Regions from separate parts of the Gasterosteus aculeatus genome. Here region 1 is linked to region 2. Evidence: chromatin contacts called from public Hi-C data. All regions are on one chromosome and are shown on one strand. The core of a region is the stretch at or near the end of the contact, and the rest is flanking DNA. Distances in the headings are between cores, read along the strand shown. Region 1 holds the start of tsc22d3 (TSC22 domain family, member 3). Region 2 holds the start of pmt (phosphoethanolamine methyltransferase).

What was found. A called contact is a pair of places that touch in the nucleus more often than the background predicts.
Region 1: a contact with region 2 is called in a Hi-C map of skeletal muscle, with 2.9 times the contacts expected there. The contact joins the promoter of tsc22d3 here to the promoter of pmt in region 2. A contact is called at or near these places in 3 of 6 Hi-C or Micro-C datasets (skeletal muscle and whole body).

The regions. Positions count from the first base shown.
Region 1 is chr4:8,532,790-8,539,650 of fGasAcu3.hap1.1, reverse strand. tsc22d3 (TSC22 domain family, member 3) reads right to left here and starts at 4,300. Exons shown (of 3, transcript XM_040173645.2): 1 at 3,496-4,300. The coding sequence starts at 3,806.
Region 2 is chr4:8,394,044-8,400,297 of fGasAcu3.hap1.1, reverse strand. It overlaps pmt (phosphoethanolamine methyltransferase), which reads left to right and starts at 3,651. Exons shown (of 12, transcript XM_078102006.1): 1 at 3,651-3,741; 2 at 5,597-5,768; 3 at 5,941-6,096. The coding sequence starts at 5,608.

The sequences.
Region 1 (6,861 bases), core at 3,051-5,550, 140 kb before region 2:
CAGTTGATCACTAAACGTAGGTCTTGGACTTTGCTATTTATGGTTTTATATTTTGATCAGTAAAGCTTTAAAGTGCAGTGGGGTCTCTCACACTGCGGCACCCTGTCTCCCCTCCTGCTTTGTGGGAGGACTTGGTCGTGTTCAGTAGTCGACTGGACTGAAGCCAAAGATCACTGAGGCCAACATGCAGATCTTTTATCCCTGTAATGATGCCTCGGCTTCTAAGGAGTGTTACAATAAAACATTCCTATGTCAGGGCAGAGAATCAAACTTTCTTGCCTACACTTGTTATTACCTCCTCCGGGACGTTGTGTTTTCAGTCGTGTTCGTGCGTGTCCATGTCCCTTTGTGTCTGCTTGTCCACAGCTACTGTTGCATACTGACCAGCCCCATTTTGATGCATTCATTAATAGGTTTCTGTAAAATATTGTAATGTGAGGATATTTTAATGTCTTATTTCACCACGTAGTTGACCGCTGCACTTTTCACTACTCTTCAACAACAACTGCTTCAGTTTGCACTCGATTCGTTGAATCAATTCATTTCAAAACCCATTTGAATATTTGAGTATTCCTTCAATCAAACGGTGTCCGTTGCGGACGAACCTGGCAAATGCATTTTTCTGGTCTCGTGGATGAATCTGGCGTGGCCAGCTGAAGTGTGCAGATGTCTTCTTCAGAACTGTCTCGTGGTCACATTGGTTGCAGCTGCAGGGCAAACCTTTTTTACGAGGCAACGCTTTGTGACATTGTTTTTGGCTGCCGTCAAGTTCTTTTCCCTCTGTGTTTTTTCCGCCGGCTGACGGCTGACTGGTCAGAGGCCCAAAGTCCTGTTTGATTGCTGCAGGCTCTTCACCCCTCTTCACCCTGCCACGTGAAGGCGTTTATTGGCTGCTAAGCACTGACTGACTTCTTGGGGTGAAGGTGTGTGGAAAGGTGCTTCTCTCTTTGCAAGTGTAGCTCTCGCCTTAAGTAAATCAACACATTTTATCTGATTTACCCGCTGGTCTCGTCACCCGCCTTCAGGGCTCCCTGGCTTTGCTCCCCCAGCGCATTTCTGTCACCCACGAATCGTTTCTACATAGCAAGTTTGCTGGCCAATGAACATTTTAGTGATATTCAGCGAGCCCAGAAGACGTCCTGGCAAGCTTCCTCGGGCTGTGCCGAGCATCCCGTGGTGGGGAAATTGAGAATAACGGCCGCTCGGCAGATTTGACCACCCAGGGAGAGGTCACAGCATGAACCTCAGCCGGGCTTTCATCAGAGGCACGGCCGTCTCCAGGCATGCACTTGAAAAATCCATGGACTTTTGCAAACCTCAGCTTAGCGAGGCAGCTTTCTCGCTTCAACTGACAGGATTATACTGCACAGGCACATGCGTGAATGAACGAATGTGTTTGTGCACAGAAGAACGTAGAGAAGTCCACGTTTGAAATCAATGTTTTAAATCCTGCTAGAAAGCCCATCCATGAAAGCCTCATGATCCATGCCTGGGAGTTCCACTTCAGAGGGAAAAGTTCGGGAACAAAGTGTTCTGGATGGAAAGTCTGTTTGTCAAGTAAACAGTTGAGCTTGCGCACACAGATGCATGGCAGACATTGGACATTTTCTCCTCGCCAGTAATGTGAAACGTTTGGCCAGTAATGTGAAACGTATTTCTGCAGATACATTTTTAACATGAATAGATAAGGAGATGAAGATTTAAAGAGTTTTCCCATGATCTAATTGGTAGTCTTTACTGCGTACCTCGGTGTGCCACTGTGGGTAGGGATGAAAAGTATGCAGCAAAAAAGTGTTGCAGGGAAATTATGACAAAGTCAGAATAGCAGTGCAGGAAAAGCCGCTGCTGCATTTTTAAATACGCCCTCCCAGTTTTATTCACTTCATCCACTGAAAGCAATGAACAGCAACTCGTCTGAGCAAATCTAAGTTTCACCTTAAGTCTAAGGACATGTTAAAAGTACGGCGCTGCAATCCACACCCAAAGTTTCTTAACCTCTTGTTCCTTATCCTCAGTAGCACAATGACTCTTCTACGCTATCATAAATAAATCAACACCCGTCTGTTCCTTCATTGAATAATTCAGCTCCAGAGCAAGAACAATATCCACGAAAACAATGTGACACAATAAAAATAATTTGCCGAGCTGTTATGAAACGGTTGAACTGATTCAGATTTTCTGTGCCAGTTTGGCTCGTAGATAACGTGGATAAAGTACTGATAATGCCTCTCGGCCACGGAATACTGCTATTATGATATCGTCTGCAAGTTACTGAATCCAAGATAACAAATATCATGACTAGTTTAATTTCATGCACAAATCAGGAGAAACACCCTAACAGATTTTCTTTTTCACAAAACATGGGATCTTTTTATTCTAAAATTTTTACTTAATGGCAGCTATTATAAGGATTGTTTTTAGAAGGATTCCCATAGCAGGAAACATTTTATACATGCTGCCTTTCTAGAAAAAACTGTTGTTGGTTCTAAAACTAAAGCAACCATGAAATGTCTCCCATAAAATGTTAATAGAACAATAACTACTTTATTATGCTTTTTATAGTGATGAGGAAAATAACAAGACTTGGTGGAGTAAAACAATCAGTAAGTCACATCTGGTGTTACGATTCACCTCCGTAAACCAAAAAGAAAACCTCTCTTTTATTGATGGATTGTTATTTAACATACCCTGGTCTGAGATAAGTTATAATCCTTTAACACAGACATTTATGTTTTACTGATATTGAAAGGCGGCTCTTTTGATGATTACAGCTCTGTGTTTACTAGTTTCCTCCGTAGAACATTTCCCAGCTCGGATAAGCAGTACGAAATCACAGCTTCTTAAAGGAAAATGAACAACAACTTCTGGCTCAGGTTCAGGAGCCATTTTTTATTGACCTCTTGCATAAAATCATCATTTTAATAAATCAATATTACAAACAACAAACTGTTGCTTCGGAATAAGTTCATGTTTTTATGTTTGGTTGTTCTCTTTGATCTACATTTTGTCTGTCTTCACTGTGATGAATCTACGACCAACGAGTCGTCTTGAGAGTTAAGCAACGCCTTGCAAATATTAGTGTCATGTTGTGTAACATGTCAAATATGCTGTATGAAAAAACTGGGCTTGTGTTGATGTAAAAAGACACTGTGTGCTGCATGAATATTTGTACATTGTTCTATGTCTATTCAATTTGTTTTCAATATAGACAGACAAATTCCACCTGATCGTCTGCATTTAAATCTCACTATTTGTCTCCCCACTTCCCTGTGATGACATAGTGTGTTGTCGACAACCAGAAAAGACCACATCAGCCCGGTGACGTGCTCGCGTACTTGCAGATGCAGAAGTGAGTGAAAGTGGACTTTGTACCAAATGTTCCAAAGCGAAACTTTCAGCACAAGTTCAAATGTGTCAATGACATCACCCTCGATATTGCTTGGTAATCTGATCAGATAAGCGTGTGGCGCTCAGCTGAGCAAACAGCGGCCATACCTGTGAAAGAAGAGTAGTATGGACAACATGGTCTGGTCGATGTTGCTGTTGCAGATCCCCTCGTTCAGCAGGAAGCAGGGGTCCCTCACCACCGATTCCAGGGAGTCCTGCCTCATGATGTTGTTCAGCTTGTCCGTGTTCTGGTACATCAGCTGGCTGCGTAGCCGGCGGAAGTGATTGGCGATGGGGCTGGTGGGGCTTCCCGGCGTGGCGCCGAGGCCCCCGATGGGGTCATCGCAGCCGTTGGCCAGGTCCAGGCAGCAACTGCAGCAGTCCAGGCCGATGGGCGAGCGGCACTCGTCGTCTGACATCTCGTCGGCACAGGTGGATGAAAAGAGAAAAGGACCCCCCCTCTGGTGCCCCTGCCGAGGGGTAGAAAGGCAGGTGCAGGAATCTCAGCGGCTGAGGTGAACGAAAGGGAGACAAAACAGTGTGGCAGAGACGGACAGGCGGGCCGGGCTCCGGGGAGCAGGAAGCGTGAATGTCAGGCTGAGTTCCCCCGCTGAGTCTCGCAGTCGCGCTGGGCCACTCTGCCTGCTTCCAGCACCGAGTCGTCTCACCTCCCGCGGCTCTGCTGCTTTTTGTTCGTGGGCCAACGCTGCTGCAACGTGTTGTTAGTGTGGCAGGAGAAAGAGTGAACGCCCCACACACACACGCACACACAGACACGCACGCCAATTCAGCAGGAGGGAGCTTGAAAGCAAAACCCACAAGCGGCTCGCTGCTTATCACTTTTTTTTCCTTCACTTTTATTTTGGGAGGGGAGGGTTGGGGGGTGTTGGAGTGCTCAGACACAGTGGGACTGAACAGAGAAGGGAGGGAAGGAGTCAGAGAGGGTGGGGAAACCCCTTTGATTGGTAAAAAGCCGGGCTGGTTGCACACACTGGGCCCCTCCTCTTTTCTGTTTCAGCTTAGCCATGCAAATATTCAGGGGAAGGCAGATAGAGCGCGAGTGAGGGAAGCTTCCGTGCAGACTTTCAACACGTGCAGCGCCGCCGACTCCACCCCGCCATGCTGACAGCACAAGGAGTGGCCGGGTGAGGGAGGCCGCAGGAACACACACAAGCACAAGATTACACGTCTGTCTCTGTTGTTTGAAAAAGTTTGTGATGGGAGTTGACAGGTTGGCATTTTAAATGCTGTTGTTGAGGTGAGCCTCAGCGGTTGGATTTGGTTGGATTTATGGAGTCAATCAAAATTCTGATCGCGAATCAGCATTCAATTGTGCAATGAGATAAAGCACAATTATGATGCGGTGAGAGTTGACTGTGAGTATGTGCAGGTTAAGATGAATTGACTGGAGTCAATCTCGATGAATTCAAGTTATTGACGCAATAAATATGAAGTGAGTGTTACACGTTGGTGTCGTGGTGCGTGTTTGTGTGTGTGTGATAGAGAGAGAGAGTAATTCTGAAAGTGTGCTTTCTACTTGCACAGCACACATAACCATTACCTTATCAAGCCGGCCTTGTGTTTGTTCACAATTTTGTCATTATTACATATCTATCCAACCTGTTGGCTAAGAGCATGTTGTGTTCTTGTCCCCCGGACGAGTGTTTCGCAAGCCCTGATAAATACCAGGACAATGTCATTACAGCCCTACGGGCAGCTCGGGGAGGATTGCACCGCCGAGCCCCTGACCTCGACCGCCGACCAACAAGTCCACCGCATGCTGTCTACAGATGGCTGGTCACGCAGGAGCAAAACAACAGGATGATTACAAATAGCGTGTTGCACTCTGAGGCATGCTGCTGCAATAAAGAAATGCCACACCACACATTATTGGGTAGCAGTGGGATCAATTAAGCAGAGAAAATGACTGAGCATTGCTTTATCGAGTGTGTATTGACGTCCTCGGGCAGAGGAACCCTACATTTGGAAGGCTGAGGACTAGTTTGGGTAGAGACTACCCCCTGGTGGCAATTTGTTAGAAGGGTCGCTTGTCGTAAGCATAGCAAGTCATCACAGGGATTGTAAATAAATTGTAAATAAATTACTGATTTAAACATTTTCAACAGCACTATTTGGTATTTAGAGCAAGTCGGCGCTTTTGGAAGAAAAGGTGTTCGGAAAAGACATTATACAAAATAGTTGAATTGCCCCAATTAATTTATTTGGAATTCTTCTCCAAAAAAACCCATCCACCTTTCTTGTAAAGTGTAAACGCTGATACTTTACTTTTTTTGCAATTAAATCTATTGGTGGAGTTTTATCATCGCACATGAATGATGTGAAAAAAACACATGAATATTCCGGCGGTTAATCTGCAGTGAATAAATTGGGCCGACCCAATCGGTGACATCAGTGCAGGTGTTTTGCCTTTGACAGCTTGCTTTGACCCCACTCAGGTGGGTTGTGGCCGGAGGGGCCGAACGTTTGAAGGTTACACACTACAGAGAACTGTGTGGCAGCATCATTTTCACAATGTGTGAGTCAGTGAGGACGTCTCATCTCCATTTACATTTTAAACTGGCAACTGCAGACGTGTGCAATGCATGAGGGTCTTGGTTTGTTTGTATCATTGTTTTGTGTTTGTCTCCACAAATGCTCATAGGCCGAGCTAAATCATGTGGAATGTCAGAAGGCATTTTGTTTTAATCTGCAGTTTGCAGGTAAACATCGATGGGAGCCATTTGTTATCCATGTTGTAACTATACAATCATAATGATAATAATAACGGCTGCTGCATGTATAATATTATCACTGTAACCTCTTTTTTCTCAGCTCAAAACCCTATTAGGAGTTTTGCAGCCTTTTAGAGTGCACTCAAGAATACCTCCTGGGCGATTTACTGTAAGACCTATTATGTCAGAGTCCTTTTAAACTGCCAAGCTTTTACCGCGGCCAAACTTTGAGAACTTATTTTCTTTGCTTAAAGTTCTCACAGGAACCTCATTAAGCTCCGCCGGAGAGCTTAGTTTGAAAGGGACATCTTGAGTGTGTATGCGTTGGCCCTGTTTGTAGCACAGGTGAACTCACAGCTTCTGGCTGCAGCAGTGGGATAAAAGTCCATTTAGTTAATTTCCTGCTGCCCGGGAACATCTGAAAAGTGGATTTATTAGAGGCTGCTGTACTGGAAAGCCTTCGTATAGGCTGCCGGTCGTACATTCCTCGTCGGGGTGAGTCAAAGCTCATTTCATGTCCGATCCTATAACTTTAGGTGAATGTGAATTCTCTGCTTTATCGTCCTTATGCTCATGTTGACACAAACAACAAGCGAGCATTAAAACGGCTATTTGTCAAATGACAAGGCAATGAATACATGGTTATTGGCAACAGGTTTGGGGTAAGGAAAGTTCCATATAACACGAGTGTGGCCTTAGTTAAGGTGACACAAATATAAGCCCCTCATTTGACGTCAACATC
Region 2 (6,254 bases), core at 2,402-4,901:
ATACACGTACACCCTTAATAAAAAAAAAAATCACATCAGAAGACAGTTATTTTGTGGAAACTTTTTTTTTCTTTCTTCAAGGGGACCTTGAAAGTTGTTGGTCGAGGGATGAACATTTCCTATTCACTGTTCCCCTCCACTGTTGCTCATCATTTTCCACAACAATGTCCCAGTCGCAGCCCGACTCTGTCTCCGCTTTAAGTCCCTCGGCGGAGGATTAGGCAGGTGAGGATTTAGCACCACGCGACGACTTTACACGCCTCGAATCGTGTTCACAGAGCGCGCCGCCCGACACGCCGCTGCCACGCCTTGTGCCTGAGAAACACACGCTTCCTGTCACTGCGATTCCCTGCAGACGCCGCGCTGTGACGCCACCTCTCCGGTGACCACTCAGCATTCATATTTCATTTCACCGCCATGAACGCACAAGCGGAAATGTGAAGGAAACTGGAGTGTAGCCGACGCCGACACGAGGCCTCGGCAGCTGAGCCGAGAATTAAGTGAAACGCTTCAAAAGCTGCTTCTTTTCATTTAAAATGTCTTTCTTTTGACAGGTTTTCCCTGCTGAGCTGCTGCGCGATAGAGATGACAAGTATCTAGAAAGCTAAATACATATTTTCAATGGGATTTCAGCCTCGTGAAATCCAACGTAGGTAGTTTTCTTTTCGCTTTAAATCTACTCTTGCTTGCGCTTGGAAGAACTTGATGCAATATTTGGCCGAGGTGACAAGCTCACACACCTGTGGATGCTGGGAGGTGCAGCTGCTGGCGATTTGGGGTTTGACTGTTTCTAGCAGGCTGCGTTTACAGTACGTTGAGGTCTCTGAGGCTCATTTAGTCGTGGAAGACGTTTACATCACAGTTCCATGTTTATATTTTGACAATCCTGCCAAAAAGTCTATTTAATTGATGATAACCGTTTCAGTGATCACTGAGTGGAAGGTGTCAGTGTTTCCAACTCTCTTCACCTCCCTGAATGTGGCATGAAACCATCTCGAGCCCTTTTGGCCAACAGATGAAAACGTATCATCAAAAAGTCCAGTCCGATAACAAATCTGCTGTTCTGCCTGTTTTTGTCTATTTTATAGCCGTGTCAATATGGAATTGACATGTGCGTGCAGCCAAAGTCGAGCCGCCATATCCTGCATTTCTCCTGGAAGCAAAGGGGATATTGACCTCGTCTCCGTCTGTCCTCGATAGACAAAAGGGGGGAGGAGTTGTAGAGAAAGATGGACGGCCGGAGCTTCCCCGCAGGGACCAATCGATATCACAGTGAACTTCGCTGCATGGAGTTCTTACACAAAGTTGAGAGGATGGAGGCTGCACTGCTGTGTGGATGGATGAAACAACACGGCATAAAGTCATTTTTAAGAGGATTGTTCTGTCTGCGCTATTCTATAATTTACAAATGCCCCCCAGGAGCAAGATCAATAAATAAATACGTTTTACATACATCGTGATTGCTTCTCACCACTGATGGTTATTTCCACCTTTCCCCGTCTCTCGTGGGAGTAAGAAAACCTGGAATAACTGGGGTTTGTAAGATTTCCAATGAATCTTTCATGTGCAAAGATATGTTCTTTTCTCCAGTGTCCGCTCATCTGCACTCAAGTGCAATTACTCCATTTTCTTCCTTGGACCAAGCGCACACATATTTCTCCCATATCAAAATCCTCTTCTTCTTTTTTTTTCCTCCATCTAGAGCATCAGCACTTAAGCGGTAAAATATTCTCCCCGTCTTCCTCTATTAGGCGATCCTGAGTGTACACAGACCTGTTGAAGGGAAAGTTTATCGTTTTGGAGAAGACAAAACAAACCGTCTCCCCGAAATGAACGGCCCCATGAATATTTATGAGTGCCGATTACAGCTTCTTATTATTATTATTATTATTATCATCATTAAACCTCAATTCTAAATATCATCCTTGATGCGTCATTGCCTTTTGTTTTTTGTAACTATGACCGGGAAGGAGAGCGAGCAATACAACGTGGGCCACAAAGCCTTAACGAACTCAAACAGAAGAAGTCATTTGGGGGGAAAAAAGATGAATTATACTTCCTTTATCCCCTAAGTAAAAATCATACAGAACCTCTCTTGGGTGTTATGTGGGGTACGATGGAGCAATAGTATTTTAGCAGCTTTGCTGCTTTCCAAACTTTAGTTGTTGGAAATCTAACATTCAGAAAGCAGAGAGAATCGTTGTGGTCAAACCGTCTCCTTCCTTCACTCATTCAACTTCTCACACCCCTCAACCCACAACCGTTATCTGCTTGTAACATGTTTATGGGCCTTTCCTGACCTCCAGTGGGCAAAAGTGATCATCGACTCGCTCATGGAAAGTTTACCCTCAATTGACTGTTTTAAGGAGGATTTGCTGCTGAACGCACTGTTCTCAGGGGGGAGACCAAAAAGTCCCCGAGGCTTTAAAAACTGTAGAATATTTTCTCCTCAAGGAGCATTTGTCTTAAACTACTCCAGCACAACCATCGACTTCTCCCAAGCACATTTGTATGCAGCACTGCATGTTCTTAAATGTCCTATTTTGCTTAAATACGCCTATTTTAGTCCCTCCATCCCAAACCAGCCCTTTGTCTTGCTCTTAAACCGTGTCGCCATCAGAATAGTTTTTTCCAGATTTATGTTTAATGTGGATTTGCATTTTTACACTCCAAAAATTTGATTGTCACTTTTGTACATCGTCACTTGAAATGGCCATAACGATAAAGACAACCCTTTTATCATATGAGCGACTTCGGCCATCGTGTGGTCACTTTTACCGCTATTGTGATGCACTTTGCAGGATTTAAGGGTCACGGTTTGATCCAAGTCCTCGCTGCAGGTTGGGCCATATTTTATCACACGCCAGAGGGATTCGCACCGGCATTCGCAAGCCACACGACCTTCACACTTGAACCAATAGTTTGAGCTCCGGTTTTAATGGAAGTGTGACTACTGGCACGATGCGAGGCCCTGAAACCAGCAGCGAGACGCAGGCGACAAACGACCGCTGTGACCGTGACGGACATGACTTGCACAACTTGCACAACTCACCGCTGTCAATATTATTACTGTGAATAATCATTTACAGGCTCTTCCCTGCGGTGGGAGATTGTGGCTCTTGGAAATACCCTTCCAAGTTCTTTTCTCCTCCAACTCCATTTGTTAAAGAAAAAAACTAATCTTTGACGGCCCCTGAAGTTGCGTCATTCTTCTCAGATGGTTCTCAGGTCAAGGTCTTCAGAACTCCGACAAGTCAATTTTAGCTTGAGGCAGTTATAAGAGCGTAGCGGCTAGTTTTGATTTCAGTTTTTCTACTTATACAAATATACAAAAATGGCAACAGTGTTTCATCTATATGTGAATCTGGTGGCTAATGTGAAGAAATTGTGGTAAACAGCGCCATCTCCTGAAATGTCAAGTTTCATTTCTGTGCACTTCCTGTCTTTATTAAGATCAATGCTGTCTCTTTAGGGGTAATAATATAATAATAGATATATTGCAATCTTTTTAACATTTCCAAATGATTTTAACCAGACGATATTATTTGAGTTATTGAGTGCTCGGGTACGTGTACCGTCATGAACACATTTATGTGCTACTTAATGTCTCAGAGAACCTCCGACCTGCTGAGCTCATCCTGGTTGTTGTAAACTGTGAACTTTGGATGCGGTAACGTTGGAACTGTGCAGGTAGTCAGTTGGATCAATAAATAAATAAACTTGACCCACGCCGGTTACGTGGTACGTAGTATTTACTTTTCTCTCTTTAAAAAAAATAACATTTCTGTTTTACACTCATGGTGTAACTCGGCATTTCTGCATTCTTATGTGTTTGTCTTGAGTGTTGCTTCCTATTTGGACTCTATAAAATTGATGCATAACAATTAACCAACGTGTTTTTGTACGTGGAGTTTATAGGGAGTCTTAAGAGCAAACCTCAAAGAAGGAGGTTAGAGGTTAAGGACAAGAGTACAACAATGATTATGTTTGTCATTTTGATTAGGAATTACTGGAAGAAACATTTTTTTATTAATCAGATTTGTGACAGGTAACGTGATCTTCACCTATACCGCCTGAACTCAGTAGCTTCATTGGGTTGCTCTTATCTTTGAAAACACAATAACGCCCCCCCCCCCCCCCCTCCGACAGCGCCGCTGTGTTTGCGCTGCACTATGACGCAATGTTGCGCGATCTGCGCTGCGTGCCACGGGACATGTTTTTGCCTGTCAGCTCAACTCGGGCGCCGGGAACCAGTGCGGGTCGACTGCCGCTGGGACGCGCACGCACGCACGCGCGCGCCCCAATTGAACATAAACACCGTTGGTTCGCACCACTGGCACCAATTGATCTCGTGTCTTTTCTTTTTATGGGTGCTGATAAGCGATGCCGTCGGGTGACTCACGTCCACGGACCCTTGTCCTACATGTAATTATTCATGCCCCCCCACCATGTCCTCATGTGTTGGCCGCATCCTAATGGCCAGCGTGCCACCTGGCGAGCGTCTCCTCAGCGCGTCCCGTTATTTAAAGAGCACCCACATCCTGTGGAACCCGCAGTCCGTCAGTTAGAACAGTTAATCACCAGACTATGTTGGAAGAGTAGAACCCATATTCACAATACATCCAGACTCATTTGAGACCACCATGGAAAAAGGTACAGTAAGAGCGCGGTACATGTGGCTTATTCTAATAATATGGCGACTTGATTTGAAACGTGTTGTTCCAGTCTGATGCAACTTGACTGTGTTGGAGCCGCCACGTGTTGTTACTGATCTAATGTGTTCACTCAGCTGGTGGAAGTAATGTGGAATGTGTCAGTTGTTTTTGGTTGATTTTCACTTCAAATGATTCCTCCCGGGTAACGTTGTGCTTGAATGACAGTTAAGTGGAAGGTTATCCTGCTTTTTGTGTTAGCCAGCTGGTGGCGGACTGTCATTTTCCTTTCCCTCGTTATCATCTTTGCACTAGATAATTGGATGTTAGTTCTCTGGGCTGCTGGCAGGTCAGCAAAGCCCGATTTATGGGATCTCTGTGGGTAAAGCAACGGAAGTTTTATTGTGCTCCTGTTTTTTAAACAGGCCATAGTAAACATGTGTTTGTATTCTGTACCAATATATGATTTCAACTTGTCCTGCAGCATTGCATCATCTGAGTGACTTTTCCTGCTTTTGATAGATTACTTCAATTTAAATATTTATAGACATTTTCATTTTGGAATTTTATTTTTTTGGCGATATTTGCAGTTTACCCCACATAGCACCAGAATAATGGTAAATCTGTGTTAGGTCATTGTTTTTGGGATAAGATATTTTTCTATTTAAAATATGTGTTTTAAATCAAATGAATGGTATAGTAGTTTCTTGAAAGCCTATGTCTATGATACGATAAAAATATTAAAAGCTTTGTTTTTCTGAACTATCTGATGGGTGATTCACATGCAGGGTTTTTGACCTTTGCCACATATTCCACAGGCAGTAAGAACGTTACATCTATACAATTCCTCTAAAGGCAATGATCCTCCTCTTTAAAAAAACAAAAACAATCAAATATTCCATACTTTTGTAAAATTCCAATCTGGACTCTTTTGTGTTCCACAGTTCGTGACAACATGACAGAGTTCTGGAAGGAGCACTCCAAAGCTGCGACAGTGGAGGAGATGATGCTGGACACACGTGCCAAGGAGCTGACCGAGCACGAGCTGCCCGAGATCCTCTCCATGCTGCCCTGCCTGGCTGGATCCAGGGTGCTGGAGCTGGGAGCCGGCATCGGGTGAGCGCACAGCTCCATTAGTCTGCAGTGGTGGCTGTGTTGTGTATATTTTTAATTTAAGGTCCTGTGGCAGAGGGCACTTCTCAAGCTTAACTGATCTGATTATGTTATTCAATGTTGTCAAGTGTTAAAACAAATGAAGAGATGGATATATACTGTCACGCCTCTGCAGTCGCTACACCCGTCACCTGCTGGCCAAGGCCTCCCATGTGACGGCTGTGGATTTCATGGATAGCTTTGTGCAGAGGAACAGGCAGGACAACGGTCACCATAGCAACGCTACCTTTCTCCAAGCTGACGTGACAAAGCTGGATCTACCCCGAGACAGGTGCGTCTTGAGAAACCCGCTGTTGAGAAAAACACTTTTACGCCTTTAACTGCCACGAGAGCGAGGCGGTACGGTTATATTGCTCACTCCATCACTGTGGTCCAGACCGAAAGATGCCACAGCTGTTGCCTCCTGACTTTGGTCTAACTCTGTGGTTC